4 separate regions of the Mus musculus genome follow, and regions 1, 2 and 4 are each linked to region 3. The links are chromatin contacts, called in public Hi-C, HiChIP or PLAC-seq and promoter capture Hi-C maps. All regions are on one chromosome and are shown on one strand. Each heading gives the region's core, a stretch centred on a gene start, on an enhancer-like site or on the middle of the called end of the contact. The rest is flanking DNA. Distances are from core to core; before and after follow the strand shown.

The links. Promoter capture Hi-C pulls out the DNA fragments that hold promoters and counts their contacts. A called contact is a pair of places that touch in the nucleus more often than the background predicts. HiChIP or PLAC-seq counts read pairs in DNA pulled down with a chosen protein or histone mark.
Region 1: an H3K4me3 HiChIP or PLAC-seq map of embryonic forebrain shows a contact between it and region 3, with 2.5 times the contacts expected there. The contact joins the promoter of Phox2b here to the promoter of Nsun7 in region 3. A contact is called at or near these places in 1 of 39 promoter capture datasets (hippocampal neurons) and 1 of 115 datasets of contacts at active chromatin or transcription factors (embryonic forebrain).
Region 2: a Hi-C map of myocytes shows a contact between it and region 3, with 4 times the contacts expected there. The contact joins the enhancer-like site here to the promoter of Nsun7 in region 3. A contact is called at or near these places in 4 of 39 promoter capture datasets (cranial neural crest, hippocampal neurons, liver and 1 more), 2 of 15 datasets of contacts at CTCF or cohesin (embryonic stem cells and pro-B cells), 17 of 484 Hi-C or Micro-C datasets (B cells, the G1E-ER4 cell line, the HL-1 cell line and 10 more) and 1 of 115 datasets of contacts at active chromatin or transcription factors (embryonic basal ganglia).
Region 4: a contact with region 3 is called in a promoter capture Hi-C map of pre-B cells, with 5 times the contacts expected there. The contact joins the promoter of Pds5a here to the promoter of Nsun7 in region 3. A contact is called at or near these places in 1 of 39 promoter capture datasets (pre-B cells) and 1 of 115 datasets of contacts at active chromatin or transcription factors (pancreatic cancer cells).

Annotation. Positions count from the first base shown.
Region 1 is chr5:67,097,087-67,100,563 of GRCm38.p6, reverse strand. Phox2b (paired-like homeobox 2b) reads left to right here and starts at 1,438. Exons shown (of 3, transcript NM_008888.3): 1 at 1,438-1,863; 2 at 2,701-2,888. The coding sequence starts at 1,623. It overlaps Gm33167 (predicted gene, 33167), which reads right to left and starts at 1,884. Exons shown (of 4, transcript NR_166599.1): 1 at 1,647-1,884.
Region 2 is chr5:67,009,236-67,012,396 of GRCm38.p6, reverse strand. The region is part of intron 13 of Limch1 (LIM and calponin homology domains 1); the gene reads right to left. Among named protein-coding and RNA genes, the nearest start is that of Gm33040, 11 kb to the right of the region's middle. Within about 2 kb of position 1,271, at least 49 of the 459 cell types and tissues checked have an H3K27ac peak or open chromatin away from gene starts, as enhancers often do. A contact at or near this core is called in cerebellum, cerebral cortex, cortical neurons and 4 more, where this site is marked.
Region 3 is chr5:66,258,443-66,261,884 of GRCm38.p6, reverse strand. It overlaps Nsun7 (NOL1/NOP2/Sun domain family, member 7), which reads right to left and starts at 1,987. Exons shown (of 13, transcript NM_001302833.1): 1 at 1,564-1,987; 2 at 641-1,044. The coding sequence starts at 956.
Region 4 is chr5:65,696,898-65,700,384 of GRCm38.p6, reverse strand. It overlaps Pds5a (PDS5 cohesin associated factor A), which reads left to right and starts at 2,149. Exons shown (of 33, transcript NM_001081321.3): 1 at 2,149-2,635; 2 at 3,448-3,487.

The sequences.
Region 1 (3,477 bases), core at 189-2,688, 840 kb before region 3:
AGTTTGGCAAACACTGAACGCCTAAATGCCCCTATAAAGACTTTATGAGTTTGTTACTTTAATTACTGACTTGTTACAGAGCACATAAAGGGGGTAATGAATGCAATAAAACTAATTATCTACACATTTAATTCATATAAAATATCCAGGGTTTGTTTACACCGCACGGCGATTCAACTAAGCATTTCCCCCCTCTTGTCCACCGAGAGGAAGGATTTAATGAAATATTTCCCTTTATTCTGCTAGAGTCTAACGAACCAAATGAAAATTACCCTCCGCTTAAATCATAGGGCCAAGGAGGTCCACAAATCACGGCTGGCTTCTTTGTCTGCGCCTTGTTGCCAGGACCCAAGAGCCCGAGGAATCGAACTAGGAAAGTGCGCTGCTTCGAGCCGTTGCCTTGTTTGCTTAAATTGCTCCGTGAAGTCCAAAAACCTAAAGGGCAAACAGGCAGCGATCCTCTTTGGGAAACTCCAAGTCTGGAGGGGATTGGGACGCGAAAGAGAGTGCGAGAGCAAAGGGCTGGAAAAGGAGACCCCCATTTGGGTACATTTCGTGCTGGGCTTGGTAGCTAGCGAGTGATTAAAACGAACCTCCACCACGGGAAGTTTCATACACGCCGATGCAAATCTGAACTAACGCAGGCAGACACAGCACTGCTAAGCGCAGAGAAACGTTCAGTAGGAAATCCAGATGTTTCACCTTTGAGAGCTTTACTCGGTTGTTTATTTTACTCTTGTAAAGGGGCTGTCTGCCCACGTCTTTGGAAAGCACATTAAGCTTCGAGGAGAAACACAATTGATAAGATGCTATTTTTTCCAACCCCTTGGACTAGGTGTATTTTAAAGAAATCCGCTTATTCTTATCGTTCACATAAAACCCTTTGGCCCACTTACGCTATGTTACAGGGCGCCTGAGTCTTGCCAATGTCCCAGTCCTTTATAGCATTTCATGCACTTCGGGGGAAGGCTTGTTGTTAAATTGAGCGTGTAACACTCTTACAAAACAGGTTTTCTATGACATCAAGGTTTCTTCTCCCTAACCAAGAAAAAAAAAAAAAAAAGGACGAAGAAGGGGGGAAACACACTATCTCAATTTATGCCTAAGGTATATGATCAGTTAAAAAGGCTTAAAAGCTCTTGGAAATTGGATCAGGGAAAATCGTCACCCAACTTTCATTATTTCCAAGTAGCGTGATTGAATTAAAGGGCAGGAGCTGGTTAGAAGGGAGGATCAGGGGCTCGGTGCGTAATGGTGTGGTATTAAATTCTAATTAGAGATGCAGGAATCAATGATAGGGAGGTTGGACAGCTCAGTTCCCCAGTGCCAGCCCAATAGACGGATGAGTTATTGTCATGTAAAAAGCGCCAGCAATAAGACCAACCGCTTTGCTATTGTCCAAGTGGAAAGAGCCAAGTTTATTATGAGGACTATATACTCTAGAGACCTCAGACAAGGCATCTCACAGGAGGCTTTTTCATAAAACTAGGCTCGGCTGGTAGTAAGGAGGCCAGTGTGGAGGCAGGCGTTGAGCAGTGCACATCTCCCCACTCCAGCCACCGTCTCCACATCCATCTTTTATTTCATTTTTCCACTTGGCTGAGCCATCCAGAACCTTTTCAATGTATAAAATGGAATATTCTTACCTCAATTCCTCTGCCTACGAGTCCTGTATGGCCGGGATGGATACCTCCAGCTTGGCTTCAGCATATGCAGACTTCAGTTCCTGCAGCCAGGCCAGTGGCTTCCAGTATAACCCGATAAGGACCACTTTTGGGGCCACGTCCGGTTGCCCGTCCCTCACGCCGGGATCCTGCAGCCTGGGCACCCTCAGGGACCACCAGAGCAGTCCGTACGCCGCAGGTAAGGACCGCTAGCTCTCTCAGCGGAAGAAGCTGCCTTTCCGCTCGTATATAGGAAGCCTTGATTGCATTTGAAAATGGAAATGTGTTTAGTATTTACCAAACGAAATTTGCTTACACAAATGAAAGAATTTATCACGTTAGAAGCGATTGCAGGGAGGGGTAATTCACTTACAGGGTTACACTATCCTAGTCACACCCGAACCGCCAACAAAATTATCTTAAGCTGCCAAAATGATAGGCATAATTTATTTACTTTGCGATGAGACGTAAAGCTTAGAAAATAATTAAATAACAAAGAGTAAAGCTCATTACTGGCGGTGTCTCTTTTTTTAAAAGAACCGACAGCGGCTCACACCTCTTTGGCCGGTCATTTTTATGATCATTTCTTGAATTTATTGGTTTTCTTTACAGCACTATCCCCCAACTTTGCGGTATCAAGTTCTGAGAATTGAAAAGTTGCAACAGTGGGCGTGAGTGGTTAACTTCGTTCCTGGCTTTCTGATATTCCAACTAATGATGGTTTTGGACTGTTTTCCTGCTGAATGAACTATCCTCCATTTGGGGCCTCAAACACTCTCCAACTTGCTATTTCATCTCACCCAAAGGCACTTGGGCCACAAAAACAGGCACAAAGTTACACTCGCGCCCCTGTTTCTGTATGATACTAATTTGCTGGGTTTTCTTGGCAGGTCGCCGTAACTAAAACCTCCTTCTAGAAGTGCCTGGTGTCTGTAGCGGCTCCCGGGCTATCTGACCTTGGTCCCCGCGTTCTGGTTCAGTGGCCCTTCACATCCTGACTGTTTTGCTCACTCTAGTCTCCTCTGTCATCCTCTAGTTCCATACAAACTCTTCACCGACCACGGCGGCCTCAACGAGAAACGCAAGCAGCGGCGCATCCGCACCACCTTCACAAGCGCGCAGCTCAAAGAGTTGGAGAGGGTCTTCGCTGAGACGCACTACCCTGACATCTACACCAGGGAAGAGCTAGCACTGAAGATCGACCTCACCGAGGCGAGAGTCCAGGTACGGGAGACCGAGTGCCGCAGCAGCAGTGAGGGGGTGGGTGCTGACGCTTACGGTTCCAAAGGGACCCAGGCCCGTCACAGAAATGGGATTTGGAGTGTTATGCGCACGAGCGGGGATGGGGGGTGGGGGCTAGGACACAGACTCTAGGTAATTTATTCACAACTGCAGTGTTTCCCACCAAAGCAGGGGTTTGGGAGTTTGAACGAACAAGGCTTTTTTGGAGAGAAGTGTCCCGTGAGAGGAAGATTGCATCCTCTACCTGTATCTATGTCAGCTTAATTGCGTGATTCGTTTGCCCACAGTGCCTCTTAACTCAAGCGCCCTTAAAAAATCTAGTGCCCCTGGCGCAAGGAGTAATTTCCTAGTAACCAGGACTTGAAATAGATTCACGAAGGGGTTGTTACTCCATTAGAGTCAGAAACCCGCACCTTACTATAGCTAACCAATTGGGAGCAAAGGTGCTTTCTGGAGCTGGTCCCCCTAGCTGGGTATAAGGTCGGTGAGCACTAAGAAGGTTCCTCTGTGGATGGCCAGTGGATCCGTTGTGTCACCAAAGCGAAAGGCACCCTCCTTCCACCATTAGACC
Region 2 (3,161 bases), core at 22-2,521, 750 kb before region 3:
GGTGATCTCTCAGGATTTAAGAGTTTCTGACCCAGAAGAAGAAACTAAGTACTGAGACTTTCAAGTTCACTGCAGAAACAATCCAAGCTGCCATTTCTCTTCCCTTTCTGCCCCGGACCAACTGTTCATTATTCTGCAGAAGGTTAGAACTTCCTGGAATCCTTCAGGGCAGGAGGCAGTTCAGTCAGCCCCAGAGCAGCCAAGACCGTGCTGTCCCCAGCCAGGCAGCCAGCCATTCAGAGTGCCATTCAGGGTGGAAAACAAATGTCGTTCTAAAATAAATGCATCATCTATGCAATCCATGCTCAAACGCTTAGTTTAAATGCATACTATTCACCCAAATCAAGCCACCACTAGCTAAATGTTCAGAGAGAGAGAGAGAGAGAGAGAGAGAGAGAGAGTGTCAAGAAGGCTGAAACTCAACTTAAAACTCTTTATATGCACCAAGAGAAAGAAGGGGCTATTTTTAAAAAATGAATTTAAAAGTGGTAATGTACCAGGCACCTTCTATTTTTCTATAAAGTTTTCTGAGCTCTGTAGCACACAAAGGCTATCTGTAATCAAGGGAAATTCCCAAAGCTGGTTTAATGAACCCAAGTCTGGCTTCTCCATCCTGAATGCTTGTTATTTCTGTATTAATGGCATTACATCCAAGGAAATGAGTTCAAAGTTGGCAGTCTTAACCAGCCCAGATAGAATCAGAGGTTTGCTCCTAAAACACACCCTTGCTGGCGAATGTGCTTTCTGACTCGTGCGTTCTGTCCCTTTGGTTACAGCTCGGAAGATAGGTCTTCCATCCTTCCACTGGAAACAGTTTTTCAAGGATGAAAACAAACAAAAACAGAGTCCTGGAAGGGAATGAATGAGCACACGGAAGGGTGTGCGTGAGGCTAAGCCAGGAGTTGGCGTCCCCTTCACCAAGAACTCCATCCAAACTAGCCTTACTGCCTGACTCAGCTCCAAGACCAGAGGCAGGAGGAGGCAGATTCCTGGCTTCAGAATCACACCGTTTAGCCACAAAAATCTACCTAGCTACTGGCTGCTCCCCAGCCTTGTCAGATTGGCAGAGAGCAATCACAGGATGGATGGTAGCTGAAGCAATCACAGGGATGGACGACAGCCGTTAAGGCAGAAGGGTGAGAGCCGGCCCAATACCTAAGCTACAGCTCATCGTTTGACCTCCATCGTTTAAATGGCGATGTCCAAGGACCTTCCTGGGACTATTCTGGGATGGTGAGAGATTTTCTGGCTCCAGGCCTTGACTAACTGGACGCAAGCCTGGAAAACCAGTGTATTTGTGTCCTGGCACTATGACCCAGTGCCACATTGCTATGCGTGTGATTCTCCTTTTGCCTTAAGAATCTGTCCCCACTAGAAGGAGAAGCAGCAAGCCAGCAGATCCATTCCTCTACGCTTTAATTACCTTCCCCGCCACACACACATTTGGACCATGCTAGCTACTGGATGCTTTTCAAGCCACTAAAGATGGGCTGTGTTCAATTTATCTCCTCTGGCACATATCATCTTGAAATTGCTAAACAATTTTTATATACAGATATACGTTAGTATTTAATAGATTTTCATTTCAAGAACATTAATCTACCAACCTTAAGATGACTTCTGGTTGGGGAAAAACACTTTCCTGTCGACATTTGACAGGAATCTGCAGTTGGTGTCAACTGCGAGGCAAACAGCGCCTACCCGGATGCCTTTGTCCTGCCCTCACTGAGAAGCAGAAGGAGCAAGAAAGATCTGATTGTTCCCCTGGGTCAGAAAACAGAAGGAAACTGCTGATTTTTTTTTTTTTTTGAGGAGGGCCACAAGCTTGTTGAAGACAAGGGACAAACAGCCCCACCTCATCACTCAGTCTGAGAAAAGCTCACAGAGTGCTTGAGGTACCCAAGAGCCGGGCTTGGCTCATCACACAAGAACTGCCATCGACCACTGGGGGCTCCGACATTGGGGATGAGTGACTGTGTGAGAGAAGTTTGGTCAGTCTTCATGAAATGGAGTGACCGGGGGTCTCTGTGCCTGGAGAGTGGAATCTTGGAAGCCCAGGTGGTAGAAGAGAGCCAAGACTGGAGAACACAACAGATACAGAAAGAGCCAGGGGAAGAAATAAGCGATAGAGTCTCCTAGAAAGAGCTGTTGACAGCTGCCTGACTTTTAGGGAATGAACTGGACTGACGGACACCAGCAGCTGGGAGAAGACAAAAAAATCCATCTCATACATATAAAATTCACATCTGCTCAAAATGGTAATTTCGATAATCTTATGTAAATTCCCCAAATCTTTATATTTCTCCCTATTTTGTATTTCTAGGGGGAAAATGTACTATTTTACCTTGTACTTGATTATGGTAATACAAAAAATAAGGGCTCCTGTGGGCTACAAGTCACCTGGACACCAAGCTAAGTGCTTGGCAGATGTGCAATCTCACAGTAACTATCTGGCATGTATTAGTCTAGGTAATAGTGCTCCAGTACTTACTTCTATACACAAACTGAAGTCAGACACTTACTTAACCATGTTCAGGCCGTGTTTGGCCTACTGCATGGAGTTCTTGAGGTAATTTGGGAGAGGGTCATTTTCAGACCACCAAGCAGGGAGGAGATCCAAATGCAAGCGTGACTGACAACGGCGGACAGAAACCGCCAGCACCACCGTGGAGATAGCTTTGAGGGAGACTGCACTAGCCAAGTCTCTTGTTGTGGTAAAAATACAGGGTGAAAGCAACATAAGGGAGGGAGGCTGCCTTGGGCTCTTGGTTCAAGGGGATACAGTCCGTCATGGCAGCAGGAGCACGAGGGTGCTGGCCACACTGCGTCTGCTGTCGGAAAGAAGAGATGGACGCTGGTGCTCAGCTCCCATTCTCCCTGTTCCTCAGACTATTTGATGATGCCATCCACGTTTAGAGTGGGTCTTCCCACCTCGGTGGTTAACCCAGCCGAGACACGCTCGGAGGCTTGTCTCCTAGGCAACTCCAGAGTCTATCCAACTGACAGTCAACACTGAATATCATGAAGATGGAAGTGCGACTTTCAATAGGCTACAAACATAGAATCGGTTCATCTTCAGCTCAGGGAAACATCTGAATCTCTTCCCAACCCTCTAGTCTAGGATGCTGTATGTGCATTACAACAGGATCTTCTAACATAAG
Region 3 (3,442 bases), core at 738-3,237:
CCTTTTCGGGTTGACTCAGTTGAGGTATTTACTGTTTAAAGATTATGCTTTTCTTCTTCTGTCTCTCTGCTGTCTCCCTTGGCGCTGTCACACCTCGTGAACATAAAACACAAGGTGCAAGCACACACACACGAACTCGGTGGAGCTACATAGAGGGAGAGGGGATGAGCAAGGGAAGCGCCCCCTCTTCCCATTCATGGACTTGTTCCCTGGTTTCTTTGCTGTTTGTTCTTTTCTTTTTCTTTTTGAGAAGGGCCTGGCTCTATAGCCCATCCTGGCTTGGAACTCCAAATCCTCAAGGCTCAGCCGCTGGGAGTACAGGCCTATACAACCATGTCGGCTCCTGCTCTTTTTAACGACCCCACTATACCTATCTAAGGGCAAATGCAGTCGAATTCTCTAGTCCCCCTTAGGACGCCTTCATTTTTAGACTGTTGTGATACACATATGTTTGAGGAGCTAGGCTGCATTCCATTAATTCCCACTCCCACCCTCCACCCTACCCCCAACCCCCCACCCCCGCCTCCTGAAACAGAATCTCACTTTGTGGCCCAGGTTGGCCTTGTACTACGTATAAGCCACCGTGCCTGGCTTTTCCATTTTCTTTTAGCGCTGCTCTTTAGGAACTGCTATTACTTACACTTCAGGGTACTGAAAGCCAACTCATAGGACAAGCGCTGGAAAGATTCATCCTCGGAGCGGGAGGAGGAGGGCTGCAGGGGTTCACTTCCGTAATTTATTATGACTTTGTCTGGCGACCTTTGGATCCGAATACCCTGAAAAATGTTCGCTGCCGTAACGTACACGGAGTCTGGGTAGCTGGGTTTTTCTAGGACGACGGTTGAAGAGTTTGTATTGGCGACTACATCCCCCGACATCTCCAGGGAAGCGAGTTGGGAGATCTCCTCCATGTTTTCTTGGTCAAAAAGGTCCCTTTCACTCGTTGGGTCCAGCATGTTTGCCCCTGATGTCAATAACTCAAGCTTCAAGTTCAAATCATGTGGTCCAGGGAGATCTCTATCCTTGTAGTCTTAAGCATCGTCTCTGAGAAAAGAGAAGGTTATCTTAGTAAATCTCTGTATCTACAGCACCTATCTTAATTCTCTCTCTCTCTCTCTCTCTCTCTCTCTCTCTCTCTCTCTCTCTCTCTCTCTCTCTCTCTCTCTCTCTCTCTCTCTTTTCGAGACAGGGTTTCTCTTTGTAGCCCTGGCTGTCCTGGAACTCACTCTGTAGCCCAGGCTGGCCTTGAACTCAGAAATCTGCCTGCCTCTGCCTCCTAAGTGCTTGGATTAAAGGCATGCGCCACCACCGCCTGGCTTGATGTCCCCTTTTTTTGTGACCTTAGAGACATGACATGTACTAGCCCATCGGAACATCCCATACTTCCAACTGCAATGAAAACTTGCACAGGGGGTGGGGGGAGGGGGGGAGACAGCTGGAGAACCTCACCACCACAACCACCAGCATCACCACCACCAGCACCCTTTGTCACAGCCCATTAAGGACAGACCCACTAGGTCCCCCTAAGCATCCCGGCATCCCAGGGAGTAAAGGTCCTATCACCTTCTCCGCGAATCCGCCCTTCTCTGGGGTTGGGATGTTTTCCGGGGCTCTGGGGCTGAAGACGCGGCAGCCTCTGCACTTGGGGCGATGGAGGAGGTAACAGGCCCTCGGGAGCCCCGGGAAGCCGCGGCCCGCGGAGGCCGTTTGGTTTAAGTGCAGCCACACCACCCACCGGGTTCGGCCGGGGGAAAGCGCTCGGCGCCCGCGCCAGCTACGTCCAGGGTCCCTGAGGGAGACGCTGCCTCCTCGGGGCTCGCCCTCGCGCTCCGGGGACACTGCTCAGGCCGAGCTCTCGGCTCTCTCCGGGTCCCTGAAAGAAAGCGGAGCTCTGGGTCCCTAAGGGGACACTTCTCGTGACCGTCCCGGAGCTCGTGAGGCAGCCCTAGTGGGTAAGGCAGCAAGGAGCAAGGAGCTGGGTCCACACTGAACCCTGGATGCGGAAATCGGGTCCCTCAGGGTGCCCGGATCTCCATGGCAACGGGAGGGGGCGGGGGAAGGGCTCTGCGCCAGGCTTTCCCAGTGGGAACTGGTAGGGGTGACTCTTCACCAGTTTCTTGTACTCCTGTGGGCAGTTGGCAGCCGTTCAGCCCCACTTGGAAGCTCAGGCCAGGGTTCCTGAGCATTCTGGCTTGGTCTCCTTCTTTAAACACTTAGAGATTGAAGTAGGTGAAGTAGTTCCGGCGGTTTAACTCTCAGGCACCTGAAGCCCGTTAAAATGGAGATGGCTGGACCCATCATCAGGGATTCTGAGTCTAGGCATGAGACTCAAAAATTCGCTTTTCTTTTCTTTTCTTTTCTTTTCTTTTCTTTTCTTTTCTTTTCTTTTCTTTTCTTTTCTTTTCTTTTCCTTTCTTTTCTTTTCCTTTCTTTTCTCTTCTTTTCTTTTCCTCTTCTCTTCTCTCTCTCTCTCTCTCTCTCTCTCTCTCTCTCTCTCTCTCTCTCTCTCTCTTTAAATTTTGTAATCCCTGTATCCCTGTGCAATTAGCCCAAAGGCCATGGTATGGAGGACTCATGCATCTGCTAGCAGTATCTTACCAACTCAGTAAATCTTTGAGAAAGGCAAGGTTTCTGGTAGGTGGCCCCTGTTGCTCATCCCGAGTCCACTTGTAGGCAGAAGGGGGAGGAAGACAACATGCCCATGCCTTCCAAGGACAGGGCTGGAAAGATGCACACATCATTTTGCTTGGTTTCCACTCCAGAATTAGTCACAGAACATGCTTAATAACAAAGGCTGGGGAATGCATCCAACTAAAACTCAAGGGAATTCCTGTAAGCTGGGTGTGGGGGGGGGGGGATTCATAATGACAGAAAGGCGTTGTCCTGTTATATGCATACCTCTTCCCCCTGATTTGAGCAAGTGTTTATTAAATCTTACTTTCTGTTTGCCATTGTGTTCAGAACTGAAAGCAGAAACCAAACAGGACCAGGGACCTGCCATCACAACTGTGACAGTTGGGGAACTCAGATCTTGGCAGCCTTCATTTTTTCATTATTGATATCTGTGTACATACCTATATCTGTGTACATACCTATATTGATTGACCTTCTCTATTCTTTCCAGATATAAAACACACACTCTAAAATAGTTCTGCTAGACCTTTTTTTTCCTCCATTTTTAATTAGGTATTTACTTCATTTACATTTCAAATGCTATCCTGAAAGTCCCCTATACCCTACTCCCAACCCCCACCGCCACGGCCCCCACCCCCACCCCGCTCCCCTACTCACTCACTCCCACTTCTTGGCCCTGGTGTTTCCCCTGTACTGGGGATATAAAGTTTGCAATACCAAGGGGCCTCTCTTCCCAATGATGGCCAACTAGGCCATCTTCTGCTACATATGCAGCTAGAGACACGAGCTCTGGGAGTACTGATTAGTT
Region 4 (3,487 bases), core at 900-3,399, 560 kb after region 3:
GGTTACAAATCTCAGGGTTTACTATCTTTTGAAAGCTTACAAGGTTATACTCTATAGGAGGTTTGCATAAGAATGGCCGGCCAGGTTTACAAGTCGCCAGGAAAACCGGCACTATTTGAAAGGATTGGGAGGTTTAGCTTTGTAGAGGAAGTGTAGCTATGGGGGTGGGCCTTAAGGTTTCAAAAGTCCAAGCTCGGCCCAGTGTCTCTCTTCTGCCTCCCTTCATGCTTTGGGGTAGTTGACCAAGCCTCTGAAACTGTAAGAAAGGCCCTAATTGAATGTTTTCTTTCATAAGAATTGCCTTGGTGATGGTTTGTCTCCACAAAGGTGAAACAGTGGTTTAGAGAAATAATAACAAAGTAATACACTGCATATTATATTTTTACCTTCCTATATGAGAATACCTTTCAATAATGGATAGTTGCTGGGCATAATGGCACATAAGGGTGCCTATCTGCAATCCCTGTACTTCAGAGATGGAGACAGGAAGACTGAGGAGCCAGCCTGGGCTATATAGTAAGTTCCAGGCTGGCCTCAGGATATGGTGGGACTCTGCCAAAACCAATCAAACAAACAAACAAAAAAAACCAATACATTTTTTCCCCTCCTGTTTTTATTCTTTAGGTCTCCCAAATCTTTTTACCTCAGCCTTCCAAGTTCTGGGACCACTGGCATATCAGAGGAGACCTGGCTCCTCCCTGCCACGTATTACTAGCATATTCATATTACTGGAAATCTTGAGTTCAAAAAAATCCTCTTGCCTAAATCTTTTGATTTAGCTGCAACCATAGGCCAGTTAAAAGGTGGGCATTTTAAAGAACAATGTATAAATTCAATTGCTGCCAGCTTCTTCTTTCTGTTTTTTTGAGATAGGGTTTCCCTGGCCATCCTGGAACTTACTCTGTAGACCAGGCTAGCCTCGAAATCAAAGATTTGCCTGCCTCTGCCTCCCGTTGAAAGGCGTGAACCATAACGGCCTAGCTTCTTCCTCTTTTCATTATTATTATTAATATTTTTTACTTTTTTTGAGACAGGGGTTCTTTGTTGCCCTGGCTGTCTGACGTCCTGGAGCTAGCTCGATTGACCAGGGTGCCTTGAACTCAAGAGATCCGCTTGCCTCTATCTCCCAAATGCTAGGATTAAGGGCGTGCACCACCATCACCCCCTTCTGCTTATTGTTTTTGTTTTTTTGAGACGGTTCTCTGTGTAGCCCTGGCTGTCCCTGGCTGTCCGGGAACTCACTCTGTAGACCAGGCTGGCTTCGAACTCAGAAATCCGCCTGCCTTTGCCTCCCAAGTGCTGGGATTAAAGGCGTGTGCCACCACTGCCCGGCTTGCTTATTGTTTTAAAAGGTGGTTTCCTGAAATTATGTGTGTATTGTTCAGGTTCATTCGCTTCAATATTTACCTTAAATTGCTCAAGCACCGCTGCACTAAGTTTTCTTTGGCAAGCCTTTCCTTTGGAGGAGAGAAAAAGTAGAGCTTTGGTGTATTCACAACTTAAAAAAAAAAAAGAGGTCTCAGATTCACATAGGTAATTTGTAAATCTCTAAAAACACCCTCCCTCTTTCTTCTTCTGGGCTTCACTATCAGGAACCCTAGTCTGTGTTTTCAGCCTGTACCCAAAATGACTGGGAGGCCAGAAGCCCCGGCACCATAGCTTGAGATCGCATGCCAACTTCCTATTTTGCAGCTTTGAAAACCTTAATGGTAGGAGTCTAACTAAGGTCGTAGGCTGCGACCTAGGGCGACTCTCCGGAAGACGCGAGAATGAGCAGCCCGAGTTGTAAAACTTTGCCTCGGCTTCCAGAGCTCTGTTTGGAGGGGAAAGCAGCCGTTTCTCCAGATAATTAACCATTTCTCCACCGGTCCGGTCACATCCCCGCCAGCCAAGCCTTCAAGAGCCCCGGACTCCGCGACAGCGGTGGCCGGGAGTGTCGCAAAGCCGCGCCTCCCGGGGTCCGCTTCCCGCCACCGGGGCTCCTCCTCCGCGCGCCGGCTCGGCTGCCGGCCCCCCGGAGGCGCCCGCGCGGGCAGGTCTTGGCGCCAAACGGGTGGCGGCGCTGTCCACCACGCGCGCGGCCGCGTCGGGCTCGAGGGAGGCGGGGGCTCGGCCGGCGGAAGAAGGGGCGGGAGCGAGGCGCGCGGTGCTCTCGCGGGCTCTCGCGCCGCTCGCGTGACGGGCTCCGGCTGTGCGCGGCGACGCTCAGGCTCCGCGGGGCACGGGCGGGCCGGGAGCGCGCCGCGGCGAGAGGGCGTCTGGTGCGGGTGGGCGCGAGGTGCGGGCGGCCGGCCGGCGAGCGAGCGAGCGGCCGGGCGGGCGCGGGGGACGCGCGGGCGTGCACCCGCGCGCGGGCTCTCGGAGGAGCCGCGGCCGAGGCTGCGCTTCCTCAGCCCGACGGAGAGCGGCAGTGTCGCCCCGGCCGGCGCACGCTCGGCCCGCTTCTCCCCCCGCGGCGGCTGCTCCTCGGCACCGCCAGCCCCAGCGCCGCTCCGGGGCGGGCGGGCGGCGGCGGCGGCGGCGGCGGGACGGACGGAGCCGCTTTGTGTGCAGCCCGACGAGGGGCGGCGGCGGCGGCGCAACCACCTGACAGAGGCCCGGCGCTCGCTGCACCGTCCGCCCGCATGAGGAGGAGGTAAAGCGGCGGCCGGGCTCGCGCCCTCGGCGGCGAGGGAGGGACGGAAGGGGAGACCGCAGGGGAGGGCGCGCGCGGAGGCCCGGCGGGGTTGCCCGGAGCGGCGGCTCAGGCCTTGGCGGTGCCGAGGAGCGCCGGGCGACCGAGGGGCTTGAGATGCCGCCGGGCTCGGTTGCTGAAGTTAAGGAACAAAAATGTGAAGTGCGGAGCCGGGTCCTTCGCTTCCTGGCGAGGGGCTCGGGCGGCTGGCGGGGGTGGCGGGCTGGCCGGGGAGGGGCGGCCGCGCGGCGGGGACGCCGGGAGCCCGGGGCTCGGCACGGCTATGGCGTTCTGCTCCCGGGCGCCGGCGCCGCGCGTGGGTCCTCTTGGGTACCTAGTTTTGCGGCCTAAGCTGAACCCTCTAGGCCTCGAGTCTCCTTTCCCGGAGGTGACCGGCCAGGCGGGGACCCAGCCGCTTCTCCTGAGCCAAGTGGGGCCGTTGGGTCCTCAATGTCCCCCCGAGGCCACCAAACTTCCGTCCTAGGTGCTCGGGGATACATTTCATTGTGAAAAGAGGGCTAGGAAACTCCGGGAGCTGCTCGGCGCCTCTCGCGGCCGGGGCTGCTGCAGCCGAGAACCCCGTGGCACCGGGGCTGGCTCGGGTGGGGGTGGCGGACGCCTAGCCGGGTCCGAAACCCAGGGAAGGAGCGAGTGGCGGGGTCCCCGGCCTCGGGGGGAAGAAAGGGCCCTTTCTAGATTAGAGATTTTTGAAATGAAAAAGAGGTTACAAAGTCGCCCCTTTTCCCGCTGAACTTTGATTTTCTGACCGATAGAGGCCGGTAGAGGACTGTGAGAGAAAAGTTATTCCCCAGG